Regions from separate parts of the Hordeum vulgare genome. Here all the other regions are linked to region 1. The links are chromatin contacts, called in public Hi-C and HiChIP or PLAC-seq maps. All regions are on one chromosome and are shown on one strand. The core of a region is the stretch at or near the end of the contact, and the rest is flanking DNA. Distances in the headings are between cores, read along the strand shown. Region 1 holds the start of LOC123397503 (probable polygalacturonase). Region 2 holds the start of LOC123397495 (exocyst complex component EXO70B1). Region 3 holds the start of LOC123397490 (transmembrane protein 87B).

Evidence for each region. A called contact is a pair of places that touch in the nucleus more often than the background predicts. HiChIP or PLAC-seq counts read pairs in DNA pulled down with a chosen protein or histone mark.
Region 2: a contact with region 1 is called in a Hi-C map of seedling, with 4 times the contacts expected there. The contact joins the promoter of LOC123397495 here to the promoter of LOC123397503 in region 1. A contact is called at or near these places in 3 of 6 Hi-C or Micro-C datasets (leaf and seedling) and 1 of 1 datasets of contacts at active chromatin or transcription factors (embryo).
Region 3: an H3K4me3 HiChIP or PLAC-seq map of embryo shows a contact between it and region 1, with 4 times the contacts expected there. The contact joins the promoter of LOC123397490 here to the promoter of LOC123397503 in region 1. A contact is called at or near these places in 1 of 6 Hi-C or Micro-C datasets (leaf) and 1 of 1 datasets of contacts at active chromatin or transcription factors (embryo).

What each region holds. Positions count from the first base shown.
Region 1 is chr5H:432,057,931-432,061,308 of MorexV3_pseudomolecules_assembly, reverse strand. LOC123397503 (probable polygalacturonase) reads left to right here and starts at 1,757. Exons shown (of 5, transcript XM_045092032.1): 1 at 1,757-2,662; 2 at 2,997-3,117. The coding sequence starts at 2,120.
Region 2 is chr5H:431,722,050-431,725,774 of MorexV3_pseudomolecules_assembly, reverse strand. It overlaps LOC123397495 (exocyst complex component EXO70B1), which reads left to right and starts at 1,301. Exons shown (of 1, transcript XM_045092023.1): 1 at 1,301-3,725. The coding sequence starts at 1,334. The coding sequence ends at 3,598.
Region 3 is chr5H:431,702,577-431,705,873 of MorexV3_pseudomolecules_assembly, reverse strand. LOC123397490 (transmembrane protein 87B) reads right to left here and starts at 1,702. Exons shown (of 5, transcript XM_045092016.1): 1 at 1,290-1,702; 2 at 1-429. The coding sequence starts at 1,543.

The DNA of each region.
Region 1 (3,378 bases), core at 508-3,007:
ATATATAGCTATGTTCATATTTAGTTATGCCATTTTTTCAATGTAAAATCCACCAATGCATGAAGGAGTAAGAGGACCATGCTAACGTTGTCTACACTTTATTATTTCCTCCTTAACCCATGTAATCTGTAAGATGATCCCAATAAATCAAAAATATCTCATAGGATCCGAATCGATGTTAGTCTTCCATGGATCTTCTTGAATCTAGTCCTTGTTTGTGTGTCTACGGGTAGTCTAAGAACTAAATGTATTTTTTTGTTACTACTAGTTTTTTGTACTGACAAGATAGAAGAAGAATAGACCAAAAGTTGTTTCAAACAAGAACATCTCTAGCAGATCTAGTAAAATCTTATACTGAATAGTTGTTTCAAGGTATTTTGTAAAACATTTTTACAGTATGGCGCGTGCCCCGCTAGAATAGACCCCGTAAAAGTTCGCTTTACGTCGGACCCCCTATGAACTACTGCTGTGTCATAACTCCTCCTCGTGCTCTTTTGTAGGTGTCTCTCATCGCTCCCATCTCATCGCCATGTTGACTCGGGAGTAGTGCTTTAGAAGTAGCAAGCGAGCCACCGCCTAACCCTTTAAATGGCGGACAAGGAGCCCATCATGGAGCGCCCCATTGTGGAGGAGGAAGGTAAGGACTCCGCCGCCGCGGCCACCACCACCCATCAGCGATTAGGAGGACATTGGTGCCGTGGTCGCCCCATCATGCGGCTCAATGAGGCCCACCTTGCAATGGTGTCCCGCGACCATGCCTTCACCAGCCACTGCATCGGACGACCAGGTCCACTCCTAGTGAGGCGCCGGAGGCGCGCACGACCTCCAAGAGACTGCTATGGTGGAGTGATGCCCCTACTTGGCCGACGTCGTGGAGCCTCCTGCTCGCGTGCCTCCTTATCCGCCTCCTCCCGCCGAAGCTCCGACACTGCAGTGTATAGGCCGTTCAACACCGCGGGAGTGATTTCTGCTGAAGTTTCACTCCCGCCAACCATTTTCGTATGATAGAGGAAACCGAAAAGGACAGGGCAAAACTGGGAATCTAACGTACAAGGGTTTCTTTTTTAGGGGGTTGGATTTGTTTCCCTTTTTACAGCGAGCAAGATTTTTTTTTTCTGGCACCGGCCGTTCTGTGGGATCTGAAACGATTTTTTTCCGCTCAAAAGCGTAAAAGAATAGTTATTTTACATTTCAGGTCTTTACGGGATCTGCTAGAGATGCTTAAAAACACTCGAAAAGACGAAAAAGAGGGAATACTTCTTAGAGCATCTCCAATAGATGATATAGATGTAAAATAACTAACTTTTACATCTCCGAGTTTTAAAAACGCACCTCCAACAAATAATATAGATGTAAAAAAACTGACATCACCTGCTTCAAGTGATGTAAAATACAATACTTGGACATATCTAACTGCTGGAGATGTAAACCCAGATGCAAAATGTCTAGCCACGCACCAACCCAACCTACGTGAAATCCCCCCTTCCCCGACTGACCGACTACTTTGATCTACCGCCGCAACGTCAATCAACCGTCACCGGACCAGCCGTCGCTCCGTCGCCCAAGGCAGGACAAACCGTTTTGCACGATCTAAAATGAACATTTTGCGTTCAAAACCATAAAAGAACGATTATTTTACAGTTTATGGTTTTTAAGGGATCATATGTTCTTAAAACCCCGAAAAAGAGGAAGTGGAGGGAGCAGTACTTCAGCATCAGCGGAAGCGTAGACAGCAACAGACAGAGCCACGGCAACTGGAGTCAGTCAATCCGACGGCCCGCACGGGCTGACGGCAGTACGCAGGGTGGGCTATTCGGTCATTCCGCCGTCTCGCTGGCCGTCGTCGTGGTTCCTCCTCCAACCCCACGGCCGAGGCGGAAGCACTCACCACCGCGCTCAAGTGCCAGTGACCTCACCGCCTCCCGCCCTTTTTAAACTAGTGCTCCCGAGGTCCGGCTCACCACCGCCGCGCTCCCGCTTCCTCCCCCACCCCCATGGGCAGCAAAACCCTAGTAGTAGCCCCCAGACAGAGGCACCAACCGGTTGGTACTGCGCGGCGTAGCACGTAGATCCCGCCCCCGCCCCCGCCCCGCCCCCGCCCCCGCGACGACCGGATCCGATGGCGGAGATCGCCGTCGGCGTCTCCTCCCCGCGCGCCTCCGTCGCCGCCGCCGCCGCAGCGGCGGCGGCGTCGGCCTCCGCCGGGCCGGCCGTGCTGTCCTCCCCGCGCGCCGCGCTAAGCCGCGGGGCGCACCAGTTTCACCACCGGCGGTGGGCGCCGCCGACGATCTCGCCGTCCTACAGGGCGTACCTGGTCGCGCTCTGGCTCGTCGGCTTCGTGCTCGTCTTCCTGTGGCAGAACACCTCCATGGGCCGCCTGCGGCTCTACAACCGGCCCCCCATGCCCAAGCGCGCGCCGTCCGCCGCAGCGATGGGGCAGTGGGTGGCCTCGCCGCCGGTGTACGACTTGAGGGAGTTTGGGGGCGTCGGGGACGGGCGGACGCTCAACACGGCGGCCTTCGAGGGCGCGGTGGCGGCCATCTCGGAGAGGGGCGGTGGGAGGCTCACCGTGCCTGCTGGCCGGTGGCTCACTGCGCCGTTTAACCTCACCAGCCACATGACGCTCTTCCTCGCTGCTGGCGCTGAGATCCTGGGGGTCCAGGTGAGGAATTTCAGCTGCACTCTCCATCTGCTTGCTTAATTTCACAGTACAAGTTTTGACAAGGTTGTATGACCAGTCATAAGTGTAGTCGTGGTATAGTTAAATCATTAAACCATATAATGAATTAATGACTCACATTACCACTAGAATGACACTGTTCCTGTCCACTCATGCTTAGGCTGTAAATAAATTACAGTGATGTCATTTTGTTTCAACCTCAGAGAAAGTTGAACTAGGATGTTGTTACTTATCGTTTGGCTGTAACTTTTACAGTTTGGTGCATTTTCTTCCAATAAGTCAACATTGACAGCTTATTGCGTTGCTTACATGTAAGGATGAAAGATACTGGCCATTGATGTCTCCATTACCATCATATGGATATGGAAGAGAGCACAAGGGACCTCGATATGGGAGCCTCATACATGGTCAAGACCTGAAGGATGTAATTATAACTGGTAGGTAATATTGTATGTTTCCTCTTGTTGCATTTTGACTCTCATGATAGTGAACTTTATGTTTTTTCTGTGTATGCTTACTTGCTTAGTTCATTTCAATGCTTAATTATTACTTTTAAATTTCTGGTTGCATTCTGAAATTAAAGCAAGGAAAAGCAAAATGTTGGCTGCTATCATATTGTGGCGTGTGTGGACTTTAACTTTAAGGTGGAAGTGTGTTGGAGGATCCTATATTATGAGACCTCCTTTAACACACTAATT
Region 2 (3,725 bases), core at 52-2,551, 340 kb after region 1:
TGTGTCCTCCAAGCTGAACCGGGATGCTCTATTGTCGGATCCGCCTTGGCTTTCTCCTCCTCTACATCCCACTACTCCACCTTCTCCGTCTTCATGTTCGACGCCTCTTGCCCCTTCATCTCCTCCTCTGGAGAGTCCAAAGGAAAGTCAGATGCAATGTGAGGGTCGTGTCGTGCCTTCATCTTTGTTACCCGACATTGCGAGATCAACATCTTGTAGTAGGTATTATTTTAGCAAACCATGGCTACCCGCGGATGGCGAGGTCGGAGCGGAATAGGAAGCGGTATAGTTTGCCGTGGCGACATAGACTAGAGTCAGAGAGAGGAAATGGGGTGGCTAGGGTTAAGGCTCGTGTCCGTCTTAAAAAAGTTACCTGCCACTCACCAGGTCGGCTGCCCGGACGTATAGAGGCAATATGAGTGGTCTAGGTGTAGATCCTCTTAGTGTTCACTGCCTCCCATGGATGGGAGTCGCTCTCGCTCTGCATGCTCCTCTCTTTTCGTCCGAGGGTCATGGAGGCGCAATGAACCCTCGCGTGTGTCGGTGATAGCTATCCTGGTTCATTTTCATTTGTTTTTAGTTTGGTTATGGTTTGTGTCCTGCTCAGTAATGCAAAATTGTGGCGACTTTATAAAGATGGAATAAGTTTCTCCCTGTCTAGCCCCTATCTTAATGGTGTTTCTAACGCCACGATGTGTGAAGGTGTGTGTGACGAATCTCACAGGATTTAATATGTGATTGCCTTGGATGGATCTGTTTGGATCCGGTCTTAATTTTTCGCGTTCATGTGTTTACTGATTGAATCCTCAATGGTGTCTATTTCGTTGGTCCTCTAGGACCTTAACACAACAACTTCTTCGACTGTTCACTACAACAGGGTTTGTCCGATTCCATAAGGCCTTGTTCGGCACAAGTGGTTTTCAAGTCCCCAACGGGGTGGGGATTTCATGGGATTTGGTGAATCCCCCTCTTCCACCCAATCCCCTTGAATCCTCGTTGCACGAGTTCCACGAGTCCCCCTCGATGCTTCAAAATCCCGTGAGGGGGGGGGGGGATTTAGTGGTTTGGAGGGGTTTGTCCATCGCAAACCGTGTGTACCAAACGAACTCATAAAATAGTTGTTATTTTCTAGTGCTTTTTTCTTCCGTGATTGATGAATAAATTGAATGTTTTTTGTAAAATGCACTATGGTGTGCCTGGATAAAATAACTGTTATTTTCTAGTGTTTTTTTTTACTTCCGTGATTGATGAATAAATTGAATGTTCTTTGTAAAATGCACTATGGTGTGCCGACCGGCTGGTGGGGCACACGTAGATCGTTCTCCCATGTTCGATGCGTCTCTGGCAGGTGGGCCCGGCAATCAGCTCTCGTCGTCGTCACCGTCCATTAAGGCTCTGTTTCGTCGGGGAAAAAAGAAAAAGAAAATCTGATTCGGCTTTGGCCTTTGCTAATCCGCGCAATATAATAATCGCGAGGGGAGGGAGGGAGCCCGAACGACCAAAGCAAACCAAACCAAAGCCGGGAGAGAAGAGAAATCGGCCGGTCTCCCCTCGCTGGACTAACCAGAGAGCAGAGAGCATCAGAGCACAGCGCAGAGCCAAGACAGCAGCTTCATCGCCGCCGGTGGTTGGCTTCCTGCCGCTCCCTCCCTGCTATTGGTGTTGGTTTGTCGCGCGGCTGGCCGGGGGTGAGGAGGGTCGGAGGGGGCGAAGCATGGACGGATCCGCCGCGGCGGAGCTGGAGAGGGCGGAGAGGGTGGTGATGCGGTGGGACTCCACGGCGTCCGCGCCCGCGGGGGGCGGGGAGGACCAGATGCTGTTCGACGGCGGCGGGGACCGGGCGGAGGCGGAGCGGTTCCTGCAGGCGGTGGACGACCTGCGCCGCCTCGCGCCGCCGTCCCCCGGCAGCCCGCGCCGCACCTCCTCGTCGGGGGCCTCCGGCGCCGTCCAGGTCGCCATGGCGCGGCTCGAGGACGAGTTCCGCCACGTCCTGGCGTCGCGCGCGGTCGACCTCGAGATCGAGGTGCTGGCCGACCTCAGCTCCCTCTCCATGTGCAGCGACCGCTCCAGCTTCTCCGACGTCGGCGACGCGCCGCCGGTGGACGACGACTCCGTCGAGTCCTCCGTCGGCCGCCGCAGCAGCTACCGCTCCATGCGCAGCATCCGCGAGATCGACCTCCTCCCGCCCGACGCCGTCGCCGACCTCAACGCCATCGCCTCCCGCATGGCCGCCGCCGGCTACGACCGCGAGTGCGTCCAGGTCTACGCCTCCGTCCGCAAGCCGGCCGTCGACTCCGCCCTGCGCCGCCTCGGCGTCGAGAAGCTCACCATCGGCGACGTCCAGCGCCTCGAGTGGGACGCCCTCGAGGTCAAGATCCGCCGCTGGATCCGCGCGGCCCGCGCAGCCGTCCGCGGCGTTTTCGCCAGCGAACGCCGCCTTTGCTTCCTCATCTTCCACGACCTCCCCCTCTCCAACCCCACCATCGCCACCCCCGCACCCACCACGACGCCCGCCGCCCCCTTCGTCGAAACTGTCAAGGGCGCCGCGCTGCAGCTCTTTGGCTTTGCCGAGGCCATAAGCATCGGCCGCCGCTCGCCAGAGAAGCTCTTCAAGATCATTGATCTGCACGATGCACTGGCCGATCTGCTGCCTGATGTCTCGGATATCTTTGCTGTCTCCAAGGCCGGGGAATCAATATATGTGCAGAGTACCGAGATCAGGGCGCGTCTGGCTGATGCTGTCCGTGGGATACTCTCGGAGTTCGAGAACGCCGTTCTCCGTGACCCCTCCAAGACTCCAGTACCCGGCGGCACCATCCATCCCCTCACTCGCTATGTGATGAATTACATTGTCCTCATTTCCGACTACAAGGCGACACTTTCTGAGCTGATCGTGTCACGGCCATCAGCTAGCTCGCGTGTTTCTGCCGACGGCAATGAGCTCACACCGTCATTTCCTGATCTGGACCTTGCTGATCCTGACAGCCAGTTGCCCCTTTCTGCTCATCTCATCTGGACTATTGTGGTTCTTGAACACAACCTTGAAGGCAAGGCATCACTCTACAAGGACCCGGCACTCTCTCACTTGTTCCTCATGAACAATGTGCACTATATTGTTCACAAGGTAAAGGACTCGCCTGAGCTCCGGGGACTTATTGGCAATGAGTACTTAAAGCGACTCACAGGTAAGTTCCGGTTGGCAGCCACAGCTTACCAGCGTAGTTCATGGCTTAAGATCCTGAATTGTCTAAGAGACGAGGGTCTCCATGTCAGCGGCGGCTTTTCATCAGGGATATCAAAGTCAGCACTTCGGGAGCGCTTCAAGTCTTTCAATGCCGCGTTCGAGGAGGCGCATAGGGCCCAGTCTGGGTGGTATGTGCCTGACACACAGCTGAGAGAAGAGCTTAGGATCTCAATATCAGAGAAGCTGCTTCCAGCATACAGATCCTTCCTTGGTCGATTCCGGCACCATATTGAGAATGGGAGGCATCCAGAGTTGTACATCAAATACACAGTTGAGGACCTTGAGATATCCGTGACAGATTTCTTCGAGGGGTCTCCACCTCCGCCGCATAATAGGAGGAGGTCCCATGGATGAGAGATGGCTTGAAGGCTTGCAATAGTTGTATCACTTGATTGGGTGTTGTTGCCGAGCATTCTTTAATTCTTCGGTGAAGCCAGTGCAGGCGGTCGGGTATGTATTTTGTTTCACTCTCCTGAGACTT
Region 3 (3,297 bases), core at 453-2,952, 360 kb after region 1:
TTAAGAGGTGCCATCCGACCTGGAAGGTAGCCAGTAGGATTTTTCCATATGGTTTTCCCGTCGATTTCCAGTCCAGCAAGTGCCGGGTCACAGTGTATAAAGTACATATTGTACATCCCAGTTTTCTTTACTGGAATGGTCCTTGAAGGCAGCGTTGCAATCAGATCACTTCCATCAAAAGAAGCAACAAACAACTGTGGCCAACCAGGATTCACCTGCGACGGGCGGTAGATGACAGAGCCTTCGACGCAAGCTCCCAACTTTGCAAGATCTGATGTACAACAAATTGCTTTTTGACCTCCATACGCCGATCCACCAATCATTTCACGATCTTCTATTTCAAAGACAAGTATCTGAACCTTAGATGAACTAGTCTCTTTCACAGAATCATTGGCCTCCTCTGGCCTCCTAAAAGTAATCTTGTCAAACCTGAAAAGTGGAGGAAATATGAAATTCGAATCTACAGGAAGGAAGGATGGCAGGCAAGCTAAGCACCTAATTATAGTGAACCGAGCTAATGCAATTTGAATTGTTCGATTAAAGTAGCAACCAATAAATAATGGGTGCAAAATGCTTCCATGACTAATTTAAACTGAAGGAACAGGGTGTCATTTCCTTTGCCTTTTAGTTTATTGGACGCATGTAGAGTACTCCCTCCGTCTCAGTTTACAAATCCAATACATGTACCTAGGTCGTCAATTTGACCAACTTAATGAGAGGCATATATAACAAAAAATATATCATTAAAAACTTTAGATGTTCTATTTTCTAATGATATAATTTTTACGTTAAACAATATATTTATATAAATCAAATTGACGATCTAGGTACACGTGCATGCCTTCTAAACTGTGACGGAAGAAGTATATTTTTACAAGTATGCTCGTGCAAACACAACTTAAACAAAATTTAAAGTTGTAGTGCTTCCCATGCTTGATCTAAACTTCATATAAGTAGCCCTCATTAAGTATGCCAGCTACACCCCTACACCAACTCACGCCATAAATTGCAAACTAATGAAGCATAATTAACTCAGCAACGCACATGTAGCTATAATTACTCAGCGGGAATGGTGCCCCTCTCAGCATAATTTCTGTGAAGATCCAATCGCGCCCTCTCGGAGTACTACCCTACCAAAAACCATTCAAATGGCCGACAGAGCCCCCGGGGGATGACGGGATCCAAGATCTCATACGCAGAACAAGGCTCCGCTACACCGCGGTCGGCTGTAAAGACGATGCAAGCTAGCGGCAAGCCAGCGGGGAGCTAAAAACCGCGAGACAAAGTACCGTATGAAGGCGTCGGGGGCGGCGGCGGCGGCGGCCTCGTCGTCCTCCTCCTCGGCGGTGGCATTGGCGGGGGAGACGGGGGCGTAGAGGCCCTCGCTGCCTGCGTGGAGGATGAAGGCATTGCCCTTGTTGAGGAAGCCGAGGCCGGTGTACTCGTGCACCGAGGCCTCGCCGGCGCGGAGGAGCGCCGCGACGGAGACGGCGAGGAGGAGGAGGGCACGTGCGGCGGCCGCCGTGTCGGCGTCGGCGGCCATGGAGGAGACTAGGCGAGGGTGGATCTGGCCTGCGCGAAGCTGATGAGTGGAGTGGGTCGGCGGAGTTGGGGGAAATGGCAAAAACCGCAGAGGCCAAGCGGAGCGGAGCCGCTGTCGCCTGGGGTAGGTTAGGAAGGAAAGAAATGGGGGAGAAAAGGCTTTGTCGGCGACTCGACCGGACTGGACCGGCTAAAATGGTTATTCTTTGATGGTAAATATTGATGTTGGTCAATGACAGGCTGAGGTTAACAGAGTTCTTAACTTAGGTTCTTTAATTAGGTCCATAGTTCCAGGAAGAAACCACTGGTTTCTCTTCGTAGGAAACAAAAAGGTTTTAGGCTGGCCATAGCGGAGTAACATATACTAGTGTCATCATATGATATTAGTAAAATAACACAGTATTTTCTTCGTCTCAGTTTACAAGTTCGGCATATGTATCTAGGTCGTTAATTTAACAAATTTAATGAGATACATATATTATAAAAAATATATCATTACAAACTTTAGATGTTCTATTTTTTAATGATATAATTTTTATGTTAAACAATATATTTTATATAAGTTAAATTGACGACCTAGGTACAATGAGTACCTTCTAAACTGTGACGATGGTACTCCTTTCGTCTCGGTTTACAAGTCATCTTAAAACTTTCCCAAAACACTAGGCACGATGCATTAATTCTCACCTCGTTTCCTGTTTTTGACATGAATAAAGGAATCAACCAATAAAAGACGTGGGGTGTGTATGCTTTTAATGACTTGAGACTAACTACGTCGGCTAGCGTTACAACAGGAGGCAAGAAATTCAAATATGGTCCAAGTCTCAAGCCTCTTACGAGGTTGCCTTACCACCTGACTCCCGAGGAAAACACAGTCGAAGTGCAAGCCCAAGTGAAGGCCCATTTTGGACCGAAACCGTCCCTGTCGCCAAAGGAGATCATACCTGAGCATGGCATACAACACTTTATTGATAATGCTCAACCAGCTGTCAAGCATATAGACTCAGACTATGACCGCTCTATCAAGAAGTCATATCGAGCACAAAAAAGGAAGGAGTCGAGCTCGAGCTCGAGCCAAGCAGCTGGCAAAAATGCGGGAAAACTGTTCCCCAGCTGGGAGAACAGGCAGTGCATAATCTCCCCACTACAAACACATGTGAGTACCGCTGATTAGTAGCTGGTAATAACCGACGATCATAGAAGGCGGGCTAAAGAGGCCGGTGTCACTATACAATAAATCCTAGGCATCGAGGACTTGCAAACGTTTAAAGAGGAGGAACTAATATGGAAATATGTCCGCGGCCAACCTATGGTCAAGCCTGAGCAGACCCCGCTTCTATCAACGAGAATGTATGAATTGCATCAATGGTACCTGAGAGTAGTAAAGACTACGAATCGAGAGTCCCTCATGATGGAAGTCGAGGAAGAGCATTACTATCATAAAAAAGATTTGTGGGTTGAGTATCAAGAAATGTTTCGGTTACTCAATCAAGACGAACTCGACAAATCTATCGTCAATTGCTATTGTCTGTAAGTGATTTCTTTCTGTAATTTAAGTCTCTAGCTAGCTGTAGCGCTCGTTCATTACATGTAATTATTCTCACTATATATTCTTTTCTATGGTATTATGCAGAATGAAGATGTATAAAATGAAAAAAGTTGGATGCTATGGCATTGGGTTCATTGACCCAAATACCATTAATGAAGAGCTATGGACGCGTAAATGGGAATGAAAAGACACAGGGAAAAGCTTGG